Regions from separate parts of the Zea mays genome. Here region 2 is linked to region 1. A link is a contact called in public Hi-C data. All regions are on one chromosome and are shown on one strand. Each heading gives the region's core, a stretch centred on a gene start, on an enhancer-like site or on the middle of the called end of the contact. The rest is flanking DNA. Distances are from core to core; before and after follow the strand shown.

Region 1 (5,257 bases), core at 721-3,220:
GGACGCAGTTGAGAAGGGGAGCAAGATTCTTGCGTCTGAACCACCATTCTAACGATCGTACCGACAGCGATGGCCAATGGGGCAATCTGCGGAAACTGTAGACTTTCCGGTAAACGACCGATTCTCAAATGAGGTGGACATCGAAGTTCTGTCAAAATTCACTGCGGCGCTCGCGGAGCCCAGGCCCCAGGCTCACAAAGAGAGAGAGAGAGACCTTTTTGCAGTTTACGTCACGGCCGCAAGGTACACGTCCGTCCCTTTCCAAGCCAGCGTGGGTGGGCGGCGCGATCCCCAGCCGATCCGAACGGGCAACGGGCGCTGCGCGCTGGGGTCGCCCGAATCCAACCACTCCAGCCAACCAACGCGCGAAATGGCGAAACGATTGCAGTGGGAGGGAGGGAGACCCTGATTGGCACGGACGGCCACCGCCGTAACCAATCATTCCTCGGCCTCCCAAACCTTCATCCTTTTTATGCCAACCAAAACTCCACCCTCCTCTCGAGCCCGAGCCCATCTGATCCTCCGATTCAGTTCTTCTCCCCCTACCAAAAGGCCGAGCCCCCCTCAGGCCTCAGCTCCGCCTCCGCGCTGCCAACCATACTCGTCAAGCCGTCACACTTTGTCTCTCTCGTGCCCCGATACTCTTTTTCTTTTTTTTTCTTTTCTTTTTTTTTTTTTTTTTGCTTCCGGGAGCAGCAACCGTCGCCGTGGCCCCGCCTTGGATATTCCATCAGTTTTCGGGTTCTTGGATAGGAGAAAGCGGGGCGCTCAATTCCCCCCCTCCTGATCCTTGTTCCTTGATCGCCGCCATGAGCAACACGCTGCTTCGAGTCTACCCTTCCGACCTGAAGATGCCATGTAAGTGCTTATATTATATGGATATCCTAGCTACCGTTCTTCAGCATATCGGACTGATCGGGTCCTCGCTGCCGTCTGTGTGTTTGATGCCGTGAGCAGTCGAGCTCAGGAAGCAGAACTCAGCGTGTCTTGAGCTCGTCAACAAGACCGACCGGTGGGTGGCTTTCAAGGTGGCAAATTTGAACGAATCTCGTTCTAGTGAAAGGTGCAACCTTGCGCATCGGAGTCAGGCTAAAGTGACTGGTTTTTGTCTCCCCGTGTATCTCTCCGAATCTGCAGGTCAAGACGACGAACCCTAGGAAGTACTCGGTGCGCTCTGCCTCCGGTGTCGTGCCGCCCAGGGGATCCTGTGGCATCACAAGTGCGTCGTCTGCTTCGTGTTTCTTTGTCGTATGGTCTGATCAATCGTTCTCATTGCTATATATTCTGATGAGATTGGTGTAGTAACGATGCAAGCGCCCAAGGAGATGCCCCCGGACTACCACTGCAAGGACAAGTTTCTTGTTCAGAGCATTGCTGTGGAGGAGGGGACGACGCAGAAGGACATTGTCCCTGACATGGTAAATTCTGGTAGAACTCGGGTTTCTGGAGTCTAAATGGCACTGTGCATTGCTTACTTTTACAGTAGTATTGTGTAACGTTAACGTTTGTGGCTTGTAGTTCAGTAAAGCACCAGGTAAGTTAGTTGAGGAGTTCAAGCTGAGGGTGGTCTATGTCCCTGCCAATCCTCCCTCACCAGTGCCTGAGGAAACAGAGGAAGAGGATGGATCTCTTGATTCAGATGTGGACCATGAAGTATCCACGTCCAACTCTGTACGTACTAAATAATCTTACTGCATGTGAGCAAATGATGCCATGTTCGTTCCTAGTGTAATATGATTGGTGCCTTCAATTGTTTTTCAGGCAACAGGACAAGGGAATACATGTAGATCACAAACATCAGATGATGAGGTGTCCCTAGTTCCACCTAAATATCATTTGTCTTTGTGTTCCCTCAGATTCATAAATATGGATCTTGTGCTGATCACCTGCTGCATAGCATATTATCTTAAAAGGACGGATTTAACTTCGGTGTTCATGGAAATACTGTGCTCTAAAAATTCGCAGTAGTAGCCTAATTTCTTTCCTGCTCTGACGTCATCCTCCTCTGGGCGACACGGGCGGCTCCCCATCGACCGCACCCACCGCCGCCGGTCTTCACCCCCGCCGTCGCCGGAGCAGCTCGCCGGAAGTTCGACGAGCAGCGAGGAGGGCGGCGGCGGGACTGCTCTCTCACTCATTTCCCTCCCTTCTTCCACCCACTCCACTCCTCCCTCTTCCTGGAGGTGGCCGGCGACCTGATCCGCCGCTGGGAAGGCCGGATCGGCGGGCTGACTGGCCGGATCTAGGGGCTGGTCGCCGTCCGCCGCTCCTCCCTGCTGGCATGGGCAGGTGGCCTTGTGGCCGCAACCATGGTGGCTCGTGCGGCTAGCCCGTGGCGGTAGTGCCCGCGCTCGCGTGGCCATGGCCGTGGCTGGCCGGCGACGTTGGCGCCCACGCACGCGGCCGGCCCGCTGCGGCGGCGGCGTGGCTCGCTTGTGCTTGTAGCGTGGTGCTTGGATCGGGGGCGTTGGTGGATCTGCGGCTGCCAGCGGTGCCTTCTGCAGGTGGTGGGTCATGGTCGTGGGGCTGGGGGCCGGATCTTGAGCCTCTCCGGCTAGATTTATCTCTCCGCCTCTCGTTTCGGCCTGTGGTGTGGGCAGGGCCGGCTGGCTCCGTGCGTTGCGGCGTGTGGTGGGAGGTCCTGCGACGAAAGCCATGCTCGCTTGCAGGCGGACAGCGGTGACGCCCGCGGGCGCCACCCCTACCCTATCGAGGGTGCCGTCTTTGGACCTCTCGCCCCATGCGGGAACCCTCGCCTTGGCCTTCTTAGGTCTCTCGCTGGTGCTCGACCGGCGTTGGGGCTCTGAGGGTTGGGGCTGGTGGGTTGGTGCGTCGGTGGACGGCAGAAGGTGACAACACGCGATGGCTTGGCGGGGTGACATCGGCGTGGCTGACCTTTCAGCTTTCTTCTTGGTGCTGGCGATCTACACTGCTCTGCTAGGTCTTCAGAGGAAACTTTGCTTGGTTTGTACCAGGCGGGCGGCGACGACTTTTCGACGTCGTTTCTCCTTCTTGAAGGTGCGGCCCAGAAGACCTGCAGTTTGTGTGTTCGTTCGTGTTGTGGAGGCTCTTCGTCGCTCCGCTTGGCTCAATGGTGTCCGTGTTGTGGAGGCTCTTCGTCACTCCGCTTGGCTCGATGGTGTCCGGGCCTTTGTCGCTTTAGGCGTCTGCTCGCTCCCGGAGTTCGACGTTGTGGATCTTTGCTCGTGGTGAAGAATCGGAGCTGCCTCGTGTGGGTGTGTTGAGGCTTGGCAACGATGGCGCGCCGCGGTCTTATTCCTTGCGTCGGTGTCTGAATGTAAGCGTCGTCGAGTTGCTTTGGCAGTGTGCGGCTCGTCTTGGGAAGTCGGAGCTGCTCGTCTCTTGTGTTTGAGTTTGGCAACGATGACTCTAGATGTGTTTGTGTGTGGGGACTGTCATTGTCTAAGTTGTTTGTTAGGTCGTTCGCCGGTTTTTCTACTGTGCGTTCTGTGTAGGTTTTAGGCCCGATTTTCCAAAAAACTGGGTCAATTCCATTCTTCTTAATTGAGAGGCAGAGCTCCTACCATCACGTTAAAAAAAATCGCGGTAGTTCTTTCTTCTTTTTTGATGCTATTGATTACACTGAATAGTTTAGTTTTCATGAAATTTTATCATAATACCTGCACCCCTCCTCGCTCAACCAGAAAACACACACAAAAAAGAGGACAGAAAAAACCTATCATTAGAAGAAACATGCTCCTGGATAACTGTAATGTGAACACCTTTCTCTTTACAAGTTATTGTATCAGAATGACATTTGACAATTGACAGATTTGATTCCTTACATTATTTCTACCATGATTGTCGGCACCATTAGCCTAAGACGTTAGAATTTCAAATATTTGTCTATGTCTGCCCTGAATGTTATCCTTGACATGCCACTGATTGTTTTGTGACTCTTCAGGATGATTCTACATCCAAGTTGGAACTGGAAAGAAGATATGCAGAGGAAAACAAGAAGATTCAGAAAGAGCTGGTAGGATTTTTTTTCTTCTGATGTGTTTATCTCTCTATTTTTTAGAAATAAGAGTATTTTAGGAGAATAGTAGCTTTATTTATTCCATATTTACATTATTTTTCTTAAGAAATCATTTTTTTTTTGGAAAACTTCAAATTACACATGTTTGGCCTATCTCTGGATAACCCTCTGACATTTGGTTTGATTTACTCGCCCAACTATTTCACTATGTCCAATTTATCTCTTAACAAGATTTTTTTTCTCCACATATTTGAGTTTTAATTTCAAATTCTGAGGTGAAAGCGGACACCACAATCTATGTTAAAAATACATTATGAATTTTCTATCATCATCTTTCATACAATTTTGTGTCTCCACTGTTAACTTATTATTTATTTGATATTCTTAACTGTCAAAATAATGGAAAAAATATAATCTATTTTTAACATATAAACTATGATGTTTGCTATCACCTCACATAGAGAAAAAACAAAAAGTGGACCAAGTTAAAATAGTTTGGGGAGTAAATCAAACCGAGATTAGTTTAGGAGTTATCTAGATATGGGACAAACTTCATGAGAGTAATTAAACTTTAGGAGAGTAATTTAGGCCTTTTCCCTTTATACTCTTATGTGATAGTTTTATAAGTTACATAATAATTTTGGTGCTTTACGGTTTTAATTCTTTTAGAAAATGAAATATTTAAACATTTAGGAAACAAATGAGGAATATGTTTTTATCATCCTGATAATGCATAGAAGCCGGTTAAATTATTGCTACATTAAGAAAATCAACGAGTTCAACAAGGTACTTTGAATATTTGGGGACTATCAAACACCTAGCTTTTCTACCAACTTATATAAAAATCATTTTAGTCAGAATTGTACAAAAATCAACGTGAACACAGAATTGGTCAAGTGAAACATTTCTTTTCTGCATCATAAACCCTATAGACTCTTTTATCTTTCTACACACGTAATTTTCACGATACTTAGATTCTCTACAGTCAGATTTTTTCTAAGTTAGAAAATAGGCCCTTCCTTGTTTCCAGCTTTGGTTTCTGATCACTAACGGTAGAAGCCGCTCTTTTTCAGGATCTCCTCCGGAAAACAAAGGCGTCTCCTCGGGGCTTCTCTGCGTTTGTGCTGCTTGTCTTCTTGTTATCCTCACTTCTTGGATACCTGATGTTCGGAAGCAGAGCTTAGCAAGTTAGCAGCTAATGGCTGCACATCATTTGCGGCACCGGCAGCGGCACGGCTCTTTTAGTACAGTGTACAG
Region 2 (5,257 bases), core at 2,046-4,545, 180 kb after region 1:
ACCCTGATGGTGATTTGCCTCACGAAGAGGTTCATCTTGATGATGAAATTCCTAGCAATGCGCGCAATATCATTGTGCTGGGAATACGGAACAATGAATCTTTCGTTTTGGGAAATGACGGAGATCATTATTAAATGTGGGAGACAAATGTGTCGACACCTATCTTGCCTCTCTAGATTGCAAAGGGATCCAAAACAAAGTCCTAGGCATGAGTGCTTTAAGCTCTCTTATTGGGTCATTGATAAATGCAATCAGGGCTGAACCAATAATCGCAAAATGAAAGTCACGAGCTTGAAGTTCGGACATTTATGGGCACTATTGAAATAATGTGTGGTGAATGCGATGGTTCAAGTGGTCTTGTGAGAGACCCATCCCACATATGTGTTGAATAAACACTGTTCCGCTATGTAATATATATCTGGCAAATGGCATGAATTAAACTATGCAGTTAATAGGGTTCAGAAGATCTGTCATGAGATCCAAGGAGGACTCATATTCTTGAATTATAAATATGCAACATATAAATCTCATACTGAATAATGCGTTCCTGATGAATGACCATTCTCAAGTGTAGAGAGAATATCTACTAGTTGAGATTACAGTTCCCTGATGGAACCTTTCTAGAAGAAATAAAGTCTGAGTTGAACACCAAAATTTGTTAATCCCGATAAAGGGATAAAGACCCATACAGACCCGAAAAGGAATAAGATGAGGTACCAAAGGACTTGAAGTTCACCGAATAAGCACATGTGCATTCCACGAGTTTTACTCATGGTATTTTCCACTTGATGTGGAATTACGGTATCCTCTAAAGCCCCGATGGCAGAAACCTATAAGGTTTAGGTGTTACTGGCAAAAATATCCCCATTGTGCCAGAATGACAGACTATAACGATGTATCTGATCGATGAAAAATCCCTGATGGATTACAATTTTTGATGGACTTTTGTTACACCATCATAGATGTTGCAATGGATGAACGCCTGGAGCGATGTGTCATATTTAGAATATGTACTATTGCAACTATATTATCCCCTAAGTCCTATATAAGGACATGTTACTTGCTTTGCACTACTATGTATAAATTGTGGTGTAAGATAGAAAATGATAGCATCCCAACCTCGTCCATTCTCGTTATTCCAGATGAACAATGAGATATATATCTTGAAGAATATGGTTAAGTTATGAGGGATAACGACTTTAACATATGTCATCGTCAGGGGGAGCGAATGCTTATATTGATCACAATCGTGTGACAATAAATGTCATATTCTATGCCCTGAAGGCGTCAGCTTGATGATCAATATGTGAACCTTTATGGAAGTTTCTATCAAATATGTAGATCTAGTCGATCGAACACCACTAGTCGAAGTGGCTTATTTATGTTGATACGTGCACTTACCTCGTGTATCCTAGAAGTGAGTTGAGGTGAAGTTCCTGAAATAATCTTTGCAAGGATATGCAATCTGTTTGCTAAATCTATATGTGCATATACTTCCAGAAGAAAATATTTTGCCATATTGATACAGTTTTGCAAGGATCAGGGGGAGCACATTTCTAAAGTTAGCCTTTGTAGAAGATTCAGTAGAATCTAGATCCCAGAGGATCGAAATTTGTCCCGATGACAGCTGTTGTACTCTTTTTCCCTTGGTGAGTTTTCTTGAAGTTTCTCACATGAGGTTTTTAACGAGGCAACAAAGTGCAAATGCAATTTGTATCACCATGCACTCTTTCTCCATATTTTCCCACTGGGTTTTTTGGAGTTTTAACGAGGCATGTGTTGGTCGCGGTATTCGCCCAAGGGGGAGTGTTGAGAAACCCTAATGAAGGGTTATGTGGGCAAATACCGAATATAGCCCTGAGGGCTATCACGTCTCTATCTATAGAACCTGTACCCCTCATATGGAATAGAGATCAGAAAGAGGCCAGAGGCCCAACCCTATATCCAGTGTCTCGTGTGTTTCCTCTGTCGTGCTTATGGGAAGGGAGACGGGTCTTCTACAGCTTCTCGCGCCTAATTTGCTGACGGAAGGGAAGGGAGCGGATCTGGCGATCCGTGGTAACGTAGTTCTCAACAATGACAACAACTAAGATGTTCTCTTAAGCACGCCGGTCCCTTCATGTATATATAGACTCTTGCTAATAAACCGTTACACTAACCATTAACCTTCTCATGAATTATATTTATCTCTTGACCATATATTCAATAGAGCCGACAACCGAAATCCGGCACAGACATGCCATGGTTTTCACGCCTGATGTGCATCCAGCACCGATATCTGTGAGTATCGATGTCGTTGCTCTCGTAATAGTACTACCTATTTCGAAAATAAATCGACGCGATAAGAGTCAAAAAGCTATTGTTGATGAGGACAGCTTGCATGGTTGGTAGTCGTCGCTTGCATTTGTTTCTCTCCTCAGCCACATGACCACACACCCCGTGTCAAATGAAAAAAAATTGGTGCAGTCGGCTGCAAATCAGAATATTTGCAGCCCCTCATAAAAAAGGAGGATTGACCCTACCTGCAGGTCCAATAGATAACGTTTTAGTTATGTTATTGCTGCTGTAGATAGGCTCAATTTTTTTTATGTGAGAGGCTGTAAGTATCCTGGTTTGCAGCCGGCTGCACCAAATTTTTTTCGGTATCATGACTCAAGAGCAGTGAATCACTCGGGGCCGGCACAGCGGGGCAGGCAGACTGGCATGGGGGGATTGGGGAGATGTGGCCCATTGCCACTTTGGCGGCACAGCCGGGGCGGCCCACGAGCTGCGGAAGCCGCCATGCCCTATTGGAGCCTTGTGACTGCCACATCCACACCACATGCATGGGTGCCCCTTCGCTTGCAAGTATTGCATGTTGGATTGGTTACCAAGAGGTCCAAGACTGTCAGGCTGCTACTGTTGTTGTACAATTTATCAGTTTGTAGCGTTGAAGTATATACAAGTAAATTGTTCATCTCTTTTCATTACCATATTAACATTTTATAAGTTAAAGTAGCAATTGCATAAAATTTAATATGATACTCAAATTCAAGATAAAAAGCAGGCAGCAACAATTCAGTAAAGAACGTAATTCTTGATTCTTGAAAACAAGATTACATTTACGAAAATAAACACAGGACACACGTCGCTGTAGTGTTGTACTTTACTTTAGGGTATATATATATTGTTCTATATAAGTTCAGGAAGTGGTGTAGGAGGAGTTACAGTGAAGTACAGTAAATAGGATTTTTCCTGACCTTTGGTTCAATTCTTCCCTATAAATGCCCTTCTCCCCCTGAGCTTATTCCACTCCAGTTGCACCAGCGCTCCTCCTATCCCTAGCCCACCAGTCCAGTCCGCAAGCATCCCTCTGCTCTGCGCAGTGCTGTTGGGTTTTTTTCAGCCTCCATGGCATCGTCCAAGGCCTTCTTCCTCGTGGCCCTCAACCTGGTCCTCTTCACGGTGGCCAACGCCTGCGGCGGCGGCTGCCCGACGCCAACGCCGCCAACCCCGACGCCGCCGTCGCCTTCAACCGGTGGCAAGTGCCCCAAGCACGCGCTTAAGTTCGCTGCGTGCGCCAACGTGCTGGGCCTCGTCAGCGCCGAGGTCGGCCACCCGCCCGCCGAGCCGTGCTGCAGCATCCTCGGCGGCCTCGCCGACTTGGAGGCCGCCGTCTGCCTCTGCACCGCCATCAAGGCCAACGTGCTCGGCATCACCGTCGACATCCCTGTCAAGCTCAGCCTCATTATCAACTACTGTGGCAAGAACCTCCCAAGTGGCTTCATATGCGCCTGATAGATACTCTGATAGATAGCTGCGCGTGTGACGTACTTCGCATGCATGCAGCCCATGCATTGGCTGTCTCCTTCTACCTTTTTCTTTTGTCTTTGCTTTGTCATGTTAGCTTGGTTCTGAATGTAGAAGTACTCTAGACAATGAAGCTAGTGTGAGTCAAATCATTTTCTTTTTTGAGTGAAGCGTGTTGCGTTGCGTGCCTATATTATCTTCTTCAAGGTCTAGGTAGGCGTAGGCTAGCGCTAGGTACTGCATGCAGTGCTATTTGTCTATGTTTCCTATCCACCGTTGTACACTTGTACTCCTTTGATTCCAAGGAAACTGTGTGACCCTGCTTTTATTTACTTTAATTAATACTTTGGGCTTAAAGAATTCAACAAGAATCATGCGGGAATTTCGGATGAATCATTTTAGTTTCGTAGAACAAGTGCAAGAATCGGATTTTTCTTCTGCATTATTCCATACAGGCTGTTAATATGTCCTCTATAATCAAGGATTGATAAAATCTCTGTTCTACAAATGGTTGTGTACTATGAACAAATATTATTGGGAGTTTCGCCATCTGATATTCGTGTTGTGATAATGTCATTTGACTAAAAAACATTTTCTGTTATCCATCATCGCAGGCAGTAACCTTTTGCAATTTGACGGAGGCTACATTTTCAGCAATATATTCTTATTAGATGCGTCATTGTCATAAAACATAAAAATATCTCACCCGTCGTGGGTGTCATATTATTCTTAGTCCCTATCAAGATAAAATAGCTTACAATGATAAAGATAATTTTGAGCAGACAACATATATAGTCATAGGAGCTAGCTAGCTTGTTAGACGGTGATTACTTGAAATTAGATATGCTGCAACAATCTAGTACCTCCCATGTTTCTTCTAAATATAAGGTGTTCTAGTTGGTGTTTGGTTGTCGGGAGCTAAATTTTAGTCTCGTCACCTCGAATGTTTAATACTAATTAGAGATATTAAATACAGTTTAATTATAAAACTAGATAAGGATAAAATGGTAAGATGAGTCTTTTAAGTCTAATTAGTTCATGATTCGATCATATGATGCTATAATAAATATTTGTTAATCGTGGATTAATTAGACTTAAAATTTTGCTCCGTCATTCAGACTCTATAGTTGTGTAATTAGTTTTATAATTAGACTATATTTAATAATCGTAATAGACATTCAAACATCCGATAGGACACGGGTTAAACATTAGTCCCAGTAACCAAACACCCCTTTAGGCTTATTGAGCCATCAAACGTCTTCAAGTTTGACCAATTTTATATAGATAAATGGGACATTGCGTCATTGCCCACAAGTATATTTGCGGGTCGAAAGGCTCGATTATTATTGTATGGTGTGGCGCCATGCAGTGTAAGTATCTGTGCATCTGGCGATTGACACTCCATACTGCCAGTAATCTGATGAACGGACAATTTAAGAGCATGTTTAATAGAACTGTTATAGGCTCC

The links. A called contact is a pair of places that touch in the nucleus more often than the background predicts.
Region 2: a Hi-C map of leaf shows a contact between it and region 1, with 4 times the contacts expected there. The contact joins the promoter of LOC100281909 here to the promoter of LOC100304161 in region 1. A contact is called at or near these places in 2 of 25 Hi-C or Micro-C datasets (ear and leaf).

Annotation. Positions count from the first base shown.
Region 1 is chr5:196,774,311-196,779,567 of Zm-B73-REFERENCE-NAM-5.0, forward strand. It overlaps LOC100304161 (transcription factor TFIIIB component B'' homolog), which reads left to right and starts at 1,971. Exons shown (of 11, transcript NM_001350089.1): 1 at 1,971-3,997; 2 at 5,074-5,257. It overlaps LOC100191760 (vesicle-associated protein 1-3), which reads left to right and starts at 506. Exons shown (of 6, transcript NM_001385239.2): 1 at 506-858; 2 at 958-1,028; 3 at 1,138-1,219; 4 at 1,303-1,418; 5 at 3,926-3,997; 6 at 5,074-5,257. The coding sequence starts at 810. The coding sequence ends at 5,184.
Region 2 is chr5:196,954,425-196,959,681 of Zm-B73-REFERENCE-NAM-5.0, forward strand. It overlaps LOC100281909 (cortical cell-delineating protein), which reads left to right and starts at 3,296. Exons shown (of 1, transcript NM_001154828.2): 1 at 3,296-4,093. The coding sequence starts at 3,391. The coding sequence ends at 3,777.